3 separate regions of the Mus musculus genome follow, and regions 1 and 3 are each linked to region 2. The links are chromatin contacts, called in public promoter capture Hi-C maps. All regions are on one chromosome and are shown on one strand. Each heading gives the region's core, a stretch centred on a gene start, on an enhancer-like site or on the middle of the called end of the contact. The rest is flanking DNA. Distances are from core to core; before and after follow the strand shown. Region 1 holds the start of Mrtfa (myocardin related transcription factor A). Region 2 holds the start of Micall1 (microtubule associated monooxygenase, calponin and LIM domain containing -like 1). Region 3 holds the start of Slc25a17 (solute carrier family 25 (mitochondrial carrier, peroxisomal membrane protein), member 17).

What was found. Promoter capture Hi-C pulls out the DNA fragments that hold promoters and counts their contacts.
Region 1: a contact with region 2 is called in a promoter capture Hi-C map of liver, with 4 times the contacts expected there. The contact joins the promoter of Mrtfa here to the promoter of Micall1 in region 2. A contact is called at or near these places in 2 of 39 promoter capture datasets (liver and pre-B cells).
Region 3: a contact with region 2 is called in a promoter capture Hi-C map of pre-B cells, with 5 times the contacts expected there. The contact joins the promoter of Slc25a17 here to the promoter of Micall1 in region 2.

What each region holds. Positions count from the first base shown.
Region 1 is chr15:81,189,206-81,192,162 of GRCm38.p6, reverse strand. Mrtfa (myocardin related transcription factor A) reads left to right here and starts at 1,427. Exons shown (of 14, transcript NM_001082536.2): 1 at 1,427-1,656. 4930483J18Rik (RIKEN cDNA 4930483J18 gene) reads right to left here and starts at 1,310. Exons shown (of 2, transcript NR_015603.1): 1 at 1,158-1,310; 2 at 1-346.
Region 2 is chr15:79,107,401-79,110,239 of GRCm38.p6, reverse strand. Micall1 (microtubule associated monooxygenase, calponin and LIM domain containing -like 1) reads right to left here and starts at 1,257. Exons shown (of 16, transcript NM_177461.1): 1 at 811-1,257. The coding sequence starts at 956.
Region 3 is chr15:81,359,499-81,362,198 of GRCm38.p6, reverse strand. Slc25a17 (solute carrier family 25 (mitochondrial carrier, peroxisomal membrane protein), member 17) reads left to right here and starts at 1,434. Exons shown (of 9, transcript NM_011399.3): 1 at 1,434-1,522. The coding sequence starts at 1,469.

The DNA.
Region 1 (2,957 bases), core at 178-2,677, 2.1 Mb before region 2:
GAAGGACTTAGGGGGGGCTTCTCTGAATCCTTGCTGGATCCCAGTTACCTCCTCCAACATCCCCCCGCTCATTGGGGAGAGGAATCTCTCAAGTCCTCAATTTTGCCCTAGCTGCTTGAGGTCTTGTGACTTGGCTAGAGTTGTGTAGATTATGGAAGTTTAACTGAACTGTGTATGTCATCTACGCAGCTATGGGGACATCATCATCCATGCTGGGGTGCAACTTTTTGGTGGTCTCGCTGCTTTGGGGGCCAGCCATGATTTCTTAGCAAGCCCAATAAACTCACTGGTTTTCCACGTTGGACTCTGGGGCAATCATACTTCAGTTTATCCAGTGGATGGTGGCCTAAAAGGAGGAGATAGACGGTTGTTTATATCTCCCAAGGGAAAGTGTTTCGGAAACACTAAGGCACCAAGTCCGAATTATTTCTCCTTTTCAGCGCTCTCCCCCTTTGTTGGGGGGAAGGGGTGGTGTTCCAGAAAAGGGGCCTCCATAGTGGCTCTTAGCAACTTGACCGGGTGGGCTTTAACTAGTCTCACCGCTTTAGTAGATAAGTCTCTTTAAATGTTGGATTTATGCAGTTATGCTCTCTCTCTCTCTCCCACACATACACCCACACACCCACACACACACAGACATACACACACTTTTAGGCTACACACCAGCAGTTTAGAATTTTAAAGTTGGAAGAGCCGCCCAGATTCATTTAGTGCAGTGAGGCCCCGGATAAAATCTGGGTTCATTCAACTCTTTCCCTCCAGCTGCAAGCGCTTCCGCTGTTGATAAATAATCTCAACAGTCTAGGCAGGTAGGTGTCAGTCCTTTTACCGGAGGAGAACCGACTCAGAGAAAAAAAGCGCTTGGCCACGGAAGGGCAGGGACATGACAGAGTTCAGGGCTCCAGGCCAGAGCGGCATTTATTGTGTCCTTTCGGGAAATGCGAATGTGAAATAATCGACTTGGGAGTCCCGGCGGAGCAAAGACAGGAGGAAGGACCAAGATGAAGACTGCAGGATTTTTGCATTAAACCTCCAGGCTGGGCACCGAACCCTAGGTAGCTAGCTCCGCGGTCACCCTTTGACAGGGTGATCAGATGTGTTACGGTTTCTTTAAGACCCAGACTCCGCCCCCCGGCTCATCGCCGACCTCCTCCCACCTCTTGGCGGCCGCTCCGCCAGTTCCAGACTTCCTTCAGCGATGAAGTCATCTCTCAGTTACCGATTGGCTGCGCTATGATGTCAGTCACAGAAGTCGCGCCGCCGTACTAGCCTCCCTCGTTCCTCTTCCTTCGGCGAACGCCCCCTAAATCGGGCTAGCCCTAACGGCGCTAGGTTTCTGATTGGTCGATACGGCTGTCGCTCCCAGGCGGGTAGGGGGGAGGGTGCGGAGGCGGGACCCGGAGTGGTGGGAGGGCCCGCAGCTTCCGTGGCTGAGTGGAGCCGGCGGCGGTCGTGTCTGCGGTGTCCCCGGCGGCAAGAACGACCGTCCCACCCTCCCCACCCCCTCGTTCCCGCTCGCCACGCTCCCTCGGCTTGCGCGGACCTCTCCCTAACTTGGTGCAGTCTGACTGGTACTAGAGGCTCGGGAGGATACGTGAGCGGCTGGCACCGGAGTGGGGCGAGCCGCGGAGCCCGGGCCAGGAGGCGAACGAGGCGGTGAGTGAGAGTTCGGGCAGGGTCCCCCTCCCCCACCGGCCCCGCCCCGCTCGAGCATCCTTTCTCCCCTCGACCCTTCCGCGTGTGCCCTGGACCGGCCGGCCGCTGTAGGCTCCGAGCCCGGGATTGCCTCCCGCAGTCCTCCACTCCAGTCCCGCCCTTTCCCAAGGGGCTGGGGTCTCAAAGCCCTGGTCACTCGACAGGACAGTCGAGTGCGACCGTGCACCTGTGCACCGCCTTGCAGGGCTGTGCTGGCTAGGGAGCAGCTAGGTTCCCGCCCTGGCTGCTCCCCGAGTGTGTGTAATCTGCTTGGGACCGACCGGTCGAGCGCTTTCTCCCGGCCCTTGTGCAAACCTGGAGGATCCAGGTGCAATCCGCAGGCTTCTCGTGGCAAGGAGGTTCACCTGGACCTGACGACCATATAGCAGCATGGGTGCCTCCAGGTCTGCAGGGCTCCGCAGATTTGAAACTTGACCGCCAAAGAAGTGTCCGTCTCGCGTGTGTGTGTGTGTGTGTGTGTGTGTGTGTGTGTGTGTGTGTGTATGTGTGTGTGACTGTTTGTCTATGTACCTTTGATGACTTCCGCCCTCCTCGCTCCATAAGAAAACACTAATACTATAGAGTGGTTAGTGCTGGAGCTTTCCCTGTTAGATTATCAAACCTACGTTTAGATTGCTTATCTGGAAAATGGAACTAACAATACCTATTACATTGGAATGCAGACAGTAAATGAAAGAATTCGTAATAAAACGCTTGGAATGGTGTTCAACACATACAAGGAAGGGATCCAAGAAAAGACGAGTATCCTGATGTTGAGAACTGCTGGATAGGTGTGTGAGTACAGTATAGCTTGTCTTTGTCAGGATTTCTCTTTGTTAGATGACAGAACCAAAGGACAGACTGGTGGTCAGTTTACTGCTTGCCCGAATACTTTGGCATAAAGTGTGTGAAGACTAAGAATGTGAACTTCATTACTTAAATATGATGAAATTACACCTATGCTTCATGGGTTCACATAGTTTTAAAATCCATAAAGTGTCCGGAATGTCCCCAAATTGTAAGTTTTCGAGATCTGAAGCCAAAGCCTGTAGCCTGATCTTTATGTTCAAGAAGTCAAACTTAAGGGCTTTACTGTAGAAGCCCCTTCCACCAAAAAAAGTCCACTTATGAAGTTTTATTGTTGAAAATGAACTGCCTTCCAGGGGTAAAATGGTACAGCCAACTGGCCCACAGCCCCATCCCTGTAGGGAGGGGAACCCTTGGCTGAAAGTTAAACTGAGTTTCATCTACTGGTGTTTGTT
Region 2 (2,839 bases), core at 8-2,507:
GGGGAAGTAGTGTACCCGCAGTCACCTGACAGCCATTTAGCTAGGAACCCTGTGCCAGAAACGGGGTTAGTGCCCTACAGAGTATCTGCCCAAAGTGCCTTACAAAAGCTTTCTCCTCCATCCCTCTAGGTTCTTTGCGCCTTAAATGTAAATGGCAAACTAGCTGAAGAGAGAATTAAAACTAATGACCTACATTCCCACGGAAGTCCCACAAAATATGGGACTTGCTGTGCCGGATGATAGCCGCTTATCTATAGAAAGGAATGGGGTTTGTCTTCTAGGGGAGGGAAGGATGGGGAAGTGAGTAAAGCCGAAGCCCGGCAGCTTCTCCCAGGTAGGAAGTGATCTGGGGCCGCATTCTTTCTGAAGACCCTTTCCGGTAGGTGCCCTTACAAAGATGTAAATTTCTATTAGAAAGAAGTCAGCCTCCCAGAGCACCCGGGGACCAGCTCGAACTTAAAGGAAGCCTAACTGGGGGAGTGGCATATTCTCATCTCCTACAGTCAAGTTTGGGGTTACTATGCTCTGACGCCAATGGAGGAAGCGAGGCTCAGTATTTCTGCTGGAGCCTAGAGTAACGACGTCCCGAAGGACGGGTCAGAGTTCCCTCTTAGAGGTCAGAGCCTGACACCAGTGGCCCGAGGTGGGGGAGGGGGTGCACGGTCTTGGGGTCTCGGGTGGCCCTGCTCCGCGTTCAGAAGCGGCGGGTGTGAGGTCCCGGACCTCTCAGGGCGGCGCGTGCCACCGCGTCATTGAGGGGAGCGGCGGTCCCCAGCCCCGCGTGCTCGCTCGCGCACCCCGGGCACTCACAGCAGGTCGGGCCGGTGCCGGTGCAGGATGGCGCAGAAAGCCAGGCCGTCCCGGAAGGAGCTGCTCAGGTCGCGGATGTCCACGCCGCGGTAGCCCTCGCACTGGCGGCGACACCAGGCCAGGAGAGCGCCCCGCGGCCCCGCCATGGCAGGCCCGGCTCGGAGACGGCCCGGACTGGGGCTCGGACTTGGGCTCCGGTTCGTGTGGCTCCGACTCGGGGTCAGGTGGCACTGGGCTGCCGCTTGCGCTCCGGCAGGGCCAGTTTCCGGCTGTGTCTGCGGCGCGGCTCGGAGGTCGGGGCGCCACCGGCGGCCGGGGCGGGGCCTCGGTGTCTTCGCTCCGCTCTGGCGCGGCTAGGGCTGCGGACTCGGCTCCCGACCCCGCCCGGCCAGCCTGCCCCGACCTGCCCGCGAAGCCTCCGCCCCGCGTGGCCCGGCCCGGGCGGCCGCCGCTTACTCACCGCGGCCCGCTGTCCTCATTGTGGGCCGGCCGCGGGCGCCCACCGCCTCCGTCCCCGCCCCTGCCCGCCCGCGTCGCGGGGGAGCGCGAGGAGGATGGGGCCCCACCCTGCGGCCCCGCCCCCGCCGTCGAGCCCCTTCCCCGGAAGGGCGGACGCCCCACATAGCCCCTCTCCTCCAGATCGAGTCAACCCTTCCCTTGGGGAGCCCCTCCTGGAAGAAGGGACAACTCCTCGCTGGCTAGCCCCTCCCCAACGCCACCCCGCAGTCTCCCCAGGCCCTCCTACCCCAAGAGGTGGGACACTCTGGCTTTGCTGCTAGCCTGCCTCAAGCTCACCCTTAGGAACCTTCAGATTCTCCTCACTGACTTCTCTGAACCACACCCACGACTGGTCTGAAAGTCGAGGCACTTTCCCCACAGATCCCAGACCTCCAGATGGCCACCAGCTTTCTTCCATACCCCACCGCGCTACAACACTTCGAACGCCCGCCCCTCCCCCCACGGCCTGCCTAGGGGATCCAAACACCTTTACTACCACCAGGCCAGAGAGCTATGTAGTATGACAGGCTGGGGACCCCACAACCAAGTTGGTCCTTTCTGGTTCCCTCTCTCCGTGTAAACTAGGGGATCATAGATCCTTCCGGGGCTCTGTCTCTTCAACTTTTAGAATGGCTGGGCTCTTGCTGAAAGGACCTAGAAACCGACACAGAGGAAAACCTCTGCTTCCAACGCCTGGTTTGATAGTTTCTTCAAGACCCCACCAGGAGACCCCTCCCCCAGAGGCGCCTCCTAAATAAACCCAGGCTGATGAATCAGCCCCGCAGAGATGGTGACATCACTCTGACCTATGTGTAGCTTGTAGGAATGAGTCTGCTGCTCCCTTCTGAGGGAATGAACAGGGTTTTAGTCATCTGAAACAGGATTTTGGAGTTCTGTTAACCCAGGCTCAAATCCTGGTTCCCTCCCTCCCCAGCAACGTGATCTTGTGTCACCTTGAATTATAGTTTCATATCTTGAAAATGAAGATAGAGCCTTGTAGTTTATGCCCGAGAGGTGCTTGCCAGCCTGGGCTACAAGAGACTTGTTTCAAAACTTAAAAACTGGGCAGAAGCTGGGCATTGGTGGTGCATGCCTGTAAGCCCAGCACTCGGAGGCAGAGGCAGGTGGATTTCTGAGTTCGAGGCCAACCTGGTCTACAGAGTGAGTTCCAGGACAGCCAGGGCTACACAGAGAAACCCTGTCTTGAAACCGCCCCCCCCCCAAAAAAAAAAACTGGGCAGAATGGCTCAAGTGTTCATACATGGCTTGAAGGAATCCTGAGGTTACAATATAAAACTGTCTCAAAAATAAATTGGAGCCTGATATGGTGGCTACCTTTATCCCAACAATCAAGAGTCAGGTGGGTCTCTGGATGTTGAAGGTAAGCTGGATATAGAGTGAGTTCCAGGACAACCAGAGTTATAGAAACCCTGTCTCCAAATAAATAATAGGGCCAGTAAAATGGCTCATCAGGTAAAGGCCAAACTGTTGATCTGAATTCAATTGTCTACACCCACACGATGGAAAGAGA
Region 3 (2,700 bases), core at 185-2,684, 2.3 Mb before region 2:
TGGGAGGGCCCCTTGTGGGTGGTGCCATCTCTGGGCTGGTAGTCCTGGGTTCTATAAGAAAGCAAGCTGAGCAAGCCAGTAAGAAACATCCCTCCATGACCTCTGCATCAGCTCCTGCTTCCTGACCTGCTTGAGTTCCAGTCCTGACTTCCTTTGGTGGTGAACAGCAATGTGGAAATGTAAACTGAATAAAACCCTTTTCTCCCCAACTTGCTTCTTGGTCATGATGTTTTGTGCAGGAATAGAAACCTTAAGACTATCACAGTGGAAGGGTAAAATACTGACTTTGCTTTTAGATTTACCTTTATGTGCATGAGTGCATTTATGTAAGCAGTCCTGGATTCTTTCAGAGGACAGAAAGCTGTGGCGTCTGTCCCGAGGGACATAGAGGGTTGTGTGATAGCAACTGAAGAGCAAGCGTTCTTAGCTGCTGAGCTATATCTATACAGCCCCAAATTGTCAGTTTAAACAAACTATGCTAGAGGTTTAACTACCGGGCCTCAGAGCCTTGATTCTATATCTCGCAGCGGGTGTTGGGATGGCTGAATGGAGAAACGAAGGTTGGAGATATTGACCCACCCCCTTATCTATGGCTATCAGCTTATCCTGGAGGGTTGCTTTTGTTTTGACGCTGTTTCTATAGTTCTGGCTAGCCAACTCCACTTCTCAGCATCCATGGTACTGGGATTACAGGCTACGTTTTAGGGTTTAGGTCTGTTTTGGCTTTTGTTTTGAGACGAGTCTCAGCCCAGGTTAATCTCAAATTCTCTCTGTAGCTGAGGGTGACTCTGTACTAAATTCTTTTAACAAAATTATTTAGTCGTGTGTGTGTGTGTGTGTGTGTGTGTGTATGTCTTAGTGTGCGCGGAAACCCGAGAAGGTCAGACCCCCTGGAACTATACTTGCTTGGGATACTGGGACCTAAACGAGGATCCTCTGCAAAAGCAGTACTTGTTCTTAACTGAGCCAACTCTTCAGTCCCCAGATCCTCTTTCCACTTCCTGAGTACTGTGTTTACTGGTGTTTATGGTTTGCTGGTAGTCATGCTAAGCAAGCACTAACAACTGAGCCTGCCAACATATATTTTGCAAGGAACTGGGGTGCAGGAGTCATTAAGGACTTTTATGTCCTCCCGTTTTATGGGCTTGACTAACCAATTTAGTGTGCAAGCACACTGACAGACTGAGGGGCTAGGAACCTTTGCAGGGGGTGCTCAGAACACAGATCCTTCCATAGCCACTGAGCATTGCTCCGCCCCTTGACCGATCCGGACCAATCGATGTTCAGGGGCGTTCCTGGGCATTTCACACTCGCCTCCCCGGCTGTTCTCCCCAGCGAACCAGGGCAGTCTGTGACCCGGAAGCAGTCGTTCTGGTGGAGGCGGGGGAGACTTCTGAGAGGTGGGGCTTGAGACGGTCCTTTCACGAACCCGCACACTCTGAGGCGCCTGAGTGAAAAGTGTGGCACCATGGCCTCTGTGCTGTCCTACGAAAGTCTGGTACACGCCGTGGCCGGAGCCGTGGTGAGGAGGGGTTTGGGGCTTCGAAGTAAATCTCGGGATGGGTCGGGGAGAAGGGCACGGGGGAGATGTGGGGACCGAATCTGTCACAACTGGAACGAAAAGGACGGGCATAAATGGAAAGTTGCTGCTACAAGAGGGAGGGCGAGGCCAGGAGCCACCCTCTGCCGCAGTCCCCTCTGGACTTTCCCAGAGACTGTCTGGACTATCAGTCACAAAGGTCCAGAGGGAATAGGGAAGAAGATAATTGCTATTTTCTTTGCCTTCTGAAGTTTAAAAGTTTAAGGCCAACCCTTCCCTTACCCAACTCTCACTGCACACAAACTTCGTCCAAATTGGTCCTGCGGAAAAACTAAGTGTGAAGATGGGGTGCTTGCTGTAAGTCTACTGCCAGCCTGGTGTCACACCTTATCCCAGGCAAGTGGCAATAGCTAATGGAACATTCCTAGTCAGCCTTATTGCCAGGAAAAGATAGGGTGTTTGTTTGTTTATTTTTTAAGTCAAGATCGGTGGTGTTATGTACTACCTGTATAGTTACTGTGAGTTAAGTGCTTTGTTCTTCGATTTAGAGGTATCTAAGTTCCTTCCATTTGACACTTCCCTTTTCCCTGAAACTTCACATTCTTGGCACAGGTAACATTCCTCCTCTGGTTCTTTTCCTCAGACTGTTTCCCATGTTCTTCCCTAACTCCCAGCATGTACCTTTAGCCATGTAGAGTCACCGTGGACCATTCCTATCCATTCAGACAGCTTATGTTCCGGTGAAGAGTAATCTGAGTTTTTTAATTCCAATTCTATCATATGTTTACCAGGTAATCTCAAATCTCACGTTTGTAATCTATGAAGAGGGAAGAAAATATTACACTTTTCTTCTAGACCTTGAGAAGTAGGTGAGGGAATATTACATGGTGTCTTATTCAAAAGAGTCGCGTTCCTTTAAATCAACCAGAAGTGCCTTTTGCTCGTTATGAAAGAACTGGGGTGGAAGTTTGTTGTGACATGTTTTCAGTTGGTCATAGGGACCTGTTTGACTGAAGTGGAAATGCAAATGGGGGGCCAAATGATTCATGACTTTGTGTAGGAAAGGGTCAGTGGTTGCACTTACTGATTGACATTTCAAACCCGATCCTCTCTGCTGCCCTGTGGAGAGTAGAATACGGAAGGCACATCTCTCTCAGGCA